2 separate regions of the Zea mays genome follow, and region 1 is linked to region 2. The links are chromatin contacts, called in public Hi-C maps. All regions are on one chromosome and are shown on one strand. Each heading gives the region's core, a stretch centred on a gene start, on an enhancer-like site or on the middle of the called end of the contact. The rest is flanking DNA. Distances are from core to core; before and after follow the strand shown. Region 1 holds the start of LOC100273697 (ATP-dependent zinc metalloprotease FTSH 7 chloroplastic). Region 2 holds the start of LOC100384180.

Region 1 (3,174 bases), core at 441-2,940, 140 kb after region 2:
GGTAAAATATTTGTAAGATATTTTGAGGAGGATTTTGGATAGAATATAGACCACTATATTTTATTTGTTGATATCAACTCACAAACAAATATTTTAAAATGAAATTTAAAATTCATTTTAAATTTAGAGCGAGTTTGAGAAATTTTCAAGATTTGAATTTTTGGGTGCTACAGTGTTCGAGCTCCTGTGGCCGGTATGGCATTTGTACTTGTTGTTGACTTGAGCCGGGAGGAGGATATCCATCATTGTATTTGCATCTTTAACCGAGCAGAGAGCCGAGGCCAGGGTATGGTGCTCGGTCGCGTACCTGAGCTTGTCTGGAGAACGTGTTGTCCTAGTCGTAGTAGTTGAAACAGTAATAAGTATGGCAAAAAATGTTTGGTAATCCGTAAAGTATCATAACACCAACTCTCTAAACAACAATTTAAGGAATTATTTTTTAGAAAACTACTAGAGTTGCTCTAAAGGCATAGTGGCTTGGTACAGAACAAGAGAAATGCCCTTACAATACCGAGGATTAGAATGAAATAACCATCATTACTGAATGTTGTTTGATTAGCATAGAACAAAGAAGGTGGACGTGAACAAAATAGAAACTAACCTTTTTGACATGTAAAATATAACAAATGTCGTTGTTTTTATCTATATTCTATACCATACCACTATATAATCCACCAACTAGTTTTAGCTTTGTAAAAACCACCTTACCAAACCACTCCAACACCCATAACCTCTCCTAAATTCACCAAAATAATTACATATACACATAACACACCATCAAAATCAATTGTTAATCAATACTCACTAAAATCCAATAATAAATGTTATTTGGATATCCTTTCTCATTCATCACACGTATCATAACCCTTATCTCTCCCCTCTACCACGATCTCGCCACATCCTCCCTCTTGCTCGTATCGCCGTAGCCGGCGCCTCCCTCTTCCCTCATCGGGACCGTAGTATTAGCACAATATTAGACTAGTTTGAAAAAAAACCCTCTAGCTCCCGTAACAATAAGGGTCTGTTCGTTTTTCACGGATTGAAGGGTTGGAACGGTTCCTGGCCGGATTGTTTCTCTAATTTATATAAGTTTTGATAAATTGGAATGAATCCTGGTCTAATCCTGGACAAACGAACGGACCCTAAACTGGGCCACCGATCAACCGTGAAGAGAGATGAGAGGTGTAGGTTAGGCCAACGTGCCCTAAGCTAATCAATCCACAGCCAAAATAAATCCACACAGATCGGATTAAATCAATCATTTTTGTTAGTTACAAAAGAGATACGCCCAAACTCCGTCGCCGTTCCGTCCTCCAATGTTTCTGTGGACACGAGAAGCTCGACGCCCTGCGCCATCCAACGCGCCAGATATCTCGAGTGACACACACTTCTCCCACTGACATCTCAGTGGGTCATACTCACTCCGGCTCCGTGCGATATCATTAACCAAACGGACAAGCTCGGCCCAAGCTGAAATCAGTGACGACGGGCCTTGGACCTTGTTACAAACATGGGTCCCACATGTCAGTTAAAGATAAGTAATCGTTATTTGTTTGCGGGAGTGGGTTTGCGCAGAGGTTAACCTTAACAATCCGGCTTGACGGCGTGAGACGCAGCTAACGGTCACCCCCTTCCCTCCCTCCATCCCCCTTCGCCTCGTCAGTCGTCTCTGCCTCTTTCCTTCCTCATCTTCGTCTCTTTCCTCACCCCGACCCCCCCGCACCGACTCCTCCACGCGCACGCGCGCGGCGGCGGCGGCGGAGTCGGGAGAGGTCCCTGGTGCTGCTTCTCGCTCAACCCGTACGCTACTCCTTCCTCTCCGTATGGCTTCCGCCGCCGTGGAAACCCTCGTCTCGTTCCCAATCGCATCCCGTCCCCGCTCGCTCCTACGCCCCTTCCCGCGGCGACCTGCCGCCGCCGCCGCCGCCGGGGGATGCGCGCCTTCGATCCGGATATCCGCCGTGCCGCCGCGGGGCCTCGGGCTCGCGCTGGTGCACCGCCGCGCGCGCCGCTGCCCGCCAGCGGCGCGCGCGAATGTTGAGCACGGCGGCGACGGCGCCTCTGGTAACGGCGAGCCGTCGTCCTCGTCCGGGGACGGCGACCGCGACGCGGCTGCGGACTCGGGGGGCGACACCACCGGCACGAGCACCACGAGCGCCGCCCAGACGCCGCCGCCGCCCTCGTCGAAGAGGGGCGAAAACAAGTGGCGGCGGAGGCTGACTAAGGGAGGTGGCGTCGGGCGCTGGCTATGGGAGCCCATAGTCCAGGGGCGGGAGATGGGCTTCCTCCTGCTCCAGCTCGGCTTCGCCGTATTCGCGCTACGCATGCTTCGACCGGAGATCGCGTTGCCTGGCTCAGAGCCCCGCCCGCAGACCACGTACGTCAGTGTACCGTACAGCGACTTCCTGGCGAGCATAGACAAGGACCAGGTGAAGAAGGTTGAGGTGGACGGGGTGCACGTCATGTTCCGACTCCGTCCAGAGGTTGAGTCCCAGGTCCGTGTGGAGCAGACACCATCACAGCGCGGAACAGATGCTGTCGTCGATAATGCTGGAGTCTCGAGGAGAATTGTGTTCACCACGACTCGTCCAGTGGACATAAAGACGCCATACGAGAAGATGGTGGAAAACATGGTTGAATTTGGGTCACCGGACAAGAGGTCTGGCGGCACGCTCAATTCTGCGCTGGTAAGGCACTTATGCTGAAAGATATCTCTGATGCAAACACAAGGTTTGTGGCTTTGAAATCACCAAAATAAGTTAGGAGTAATACCAGTCACACCCGATTAGGGATTTTAAAATTTGTATCTAAGCATGCAGAATGACAGATTGGAAAGTCACAGATGTTCTGACCTTTGAAATTGATGGACGAATAATTGATAATGAAATTTGACAAGCGAATCCAGTAGGTCCACTTTGTGTGAGCGATATGTACAGTGAGGCAGATTATTGTGTATTATATGTTGAAATGCTGGCTCTACAATGTTATATTTGTACTGACTAGAAATCTAAAATCCAAGTGTTTTCAACAGATGCAACCAGCAACATGACCGTTTTGTTGCTAGGGCACTCAGGAAATAACATGTTTAGTTGATCATACTGTTGTAACTAATGCTTCAGCAATATGATATGATCCACTGTTTGGATTGTAGATAAAGTGATGATTTATAATCCT
Region 2 (3,095 bases), core at 85-2,584:
GGCTTGTATATAAGCAAAACAAAAAAATAAGAAATTGAAAGTTAGTTGGCTCCACACCCTTTTGCTTTGCTTCAGGTGAAAATTCTTTTGTGGTCATTTAATTTCATTTGTATCTTATAGTGAATTTCAACTATAACTCAATTCCAAACGATTATAAGAAATTGTATCCTTGGATGAAACTTGCGCACTCTACATCGAGCTGAAGAACACAAGTGCTGAAACATGTTCCAGACCTGATCCTGTTAGCATGGTATGGACGTTGGTTCATCATGTGAATATGCTGAGACTACACAATATAAACAGATTATCCAATTGGAACCAAACACCTATTTCGTCAAAAACTCATAACAGTGATCTCTAGCATTTCTATTTGTTGCTCACTTGATGCACTTGTGCCGCCAGGACACCAATTGTAACATATCAATTAAGCAAGTTGCATTCAAGCCACGGGCTGTCTGATGGTGAGGTACCATCTAAAACTCCCAGCTAACTCATTTTGCTCCCCCAAACTGAAATGAGCTGTAGATCGCTTGCAGCCCTGCTAGAATATACTAACATTTCCAAAATAGACCATAAAATTTTAATTTCGTCACATCATGCTGTAGGTAGCATTGACATTGATTTACACTACACATATGAGCTCATTCGCATCTCATAACCTCAATTCCAAAGATAAACGAAGCCATAACCACAGACATCATTGACGCTTATTCGCTTAAAAGAGCACGCACTACACCTCCTGCGTGTGCAGTGCAGTCAGTTCTGCAATGGGCCGCAAGCGCCGAGCGGGTAAGGAGCACCGTACCAAGAGTATAAGCACCGGAGCATCATTCGGAAGCACACGGTCGTCGCCAGAGACCCAGTCGAGCGCGACGGCTCCGTCGTCAGGGGCGCGGAGGCACTCGCGCCGCAGCTTAACGGCGGGGAGCGATCGCGTGAGCGCAGCGAAGATGGTCTCGACGTGTCGGTTCGACGCGAGTACGGGGAAGGCACGGTACGGGGCGCGGAGGCTGGCGAAGCCTGAGAGGAGGCCCCGGCGGGCGCCCGCGATCTCGAGGGTCGAGTGCGGGAGCGGGGCCGCCTTCACCTGTTCCCCAGTGCCGGAGCTGGGGCTTGGGGCGGAGGCGGATACGGCGGCGTAAGACATGGCAGCGGCGGGGAGGACGGAGCGGAGGCGAGGGGCGAAGCGGCGGTTTGAGGCGAAAAATGAGGATGGCGTGAGGGCGGCGGTGGCTATCGGATTCATTTCCTCTGTGGCTCTGTTGATTTGTTGCCAGTTGTCCATTCGGCTTTGGACTCTCCTGCTTTTCGAGGTTCGAGCTGCTGTCTGACTGTCTCTCGTCACGTGTGTGGGGGCACGGAGGAGCCAAGTATTATACTATCATCGGTGGTAGACGCACATTCGTTGGCTTGCCGCTTGCCTCACCTCATAAGTTAAGGCCGCGTTCCTTTGTTCCAACTTGAAGACAGGTATATTTTTTCAATCTAAGCCCGATAGAGTGGATTCGGGTGTTTCACTAAAACCTATAAAGGCTTGATTTGGTTTGATTCCAGGTGATTATAGGTGTGGCTCTAATCCAAGTCGTTGAGTGGGTAAAAATGTCTGGTTTCATTCTGGAATGGCTTGGTTTCATTATAGAACAGGTCTATCCGAACAACCATTTTAGATTGGTTCTGATTTAAATCCAGATCAAATAATTCCGGATGGAATCGGCCGTGTTCCATATCGTTCCGTCAAAGCCGAACGAGGCCTAAGTTAGTTTCATCTTGTCTAAGGATGACAATGGATCAGATTTGAATCGAGTAGAGAAAATGATTATATAACTATACCTACGGAGATTACTTGTGTCCACCCATGAGGTTATGACTATATATGTTGGTCACTTGTTTTTGGCTCTTGAGAAGATACCAAAAAAACAAGGCAAGACATTACGAGTTTCTCTCTTCACTTAACCCTTTTTTAAAGATTAATTCAAAAAAGAAGCTAGAAAGTATGAAAATGTGTTGATAGAAACAATGTATAACTCATGAAAAGTAAATGGATTACTCATTTGAATGTGTTATCACTTTGTTTATATTCTTTTATAATACATTAAATGATTACACTTGTACCTTCGGCCTTTCAATGAATAGCACGAAGACATGAGAAAAGTACAACTTCGTAGTCACTCTGATCCAAAAAGCTTCGTTACGCATGACGTTGTTCCTCTATTTATAGTCGTGAGGTACAACTTTGTATGAAATTACAAACATGTCCTCCAACCATATACATGTCAACCACAAATATCATGAGGGTAATATTGTACTTTTCCATCTTTGTATCTTGCTGATCATGTATTCTGCATTCTTTAGCTTCTTCGATTCATAAACTGTCATGCATCATCCGAAGCTTCCTCCTTCAGCTTTGGTTGGCTTAACGCTCCCGCATACTTGAATATTCTTAACTTCGTCCTTTTATCAGCTTCGGGTCGATGACGAAGATGAATATGCTTACTTAAGGTTGCTTTTTAATGAAGCTAATACTTCATAGTCCTTCGACGATGAAGGCCTTCCCCCCAACAGCAGGCCCTCACGGAATAAGGTCGTTTTCATAGCGAGCTCAAGCCACGATGTATCAGAGAACCTTATGCACGAGGTCCAAAAAACACCTTCTCAGGGCTCGTTATTGGAAACGGCGTAATTAAGCACTTAGAAATAGATAGATGTAAGTTTGCGGTCCACCGGACAACGAGAAGGTGAGATTGTGACCTCTCATGTTCTGCACCCGCTTCTTGTATAAAAGCAGATGAGCGCGATGAAGCAAAACTACATTTACTACTCCTACACCTAACTGTTGCTAGTTTTTCTCTAGGTCCGAAGCTTTCTACTGATCATAACCTTTAAAGCGAGTTTCCGAGGGAGCTTTCCCTTGAATGGCTAGAATTCGCATAACTGCTAGGTTAGCCACTCCCACGTCTTCGGAGGCTCTTCAGAGAGACAAGGCTACTTCGGATATTGCACCAACCTTGGAAGTCATGAGAGCTTCTACAGATCCCAAGTTGAAAGGGGATGAAGGGAAGGTTCCTAATATTGCAGAAGAAGAATACGAAGGTAGG

The links. A called contact is a pair of places that touch in the nucleus more often than the background predicts.
Region 1: a Hi-C map of leaf shows a contact between it and region 2, with 9 times the contacts expected there. The contact joins the promoter of LOC100273697 here to the promoter of LOC100384180 in region 2. A contact is called at or near these places in 11 of 25 Hi-C or Micro-C datasets (bundle sheath, ear, endosperm and 4 more) and 1 of 3 datasets of contacts at active chromatin or transcription factors (leaf).

The regions. Positions count from the first base shown.
Region 1 is chr4:155,897,108-155,900,281 of Zm-B73-REFERENCE-NAM-5.0, forward strand. LOC100273697 (ATP-dependent zinc metalloprotease FTSH 7 chloroplastic) reads left to right here and starts at 1,691. Exons shown (of 13, transcript NM_001360293.1): 1 at 1,691-2,687. The coding sequence starts at 1,824.
Region 2 is chr4:155,753,205-155,756,299 of Zm-B73-REFERENCE-NAM-5.0, forward strand. It overlaps LOC100384180, which reads right to left and starts at 1,335. Exons shown (of 9, transcript NM_001321804.1): 1 at 806-1,335. The coding sequence starts at 1,285.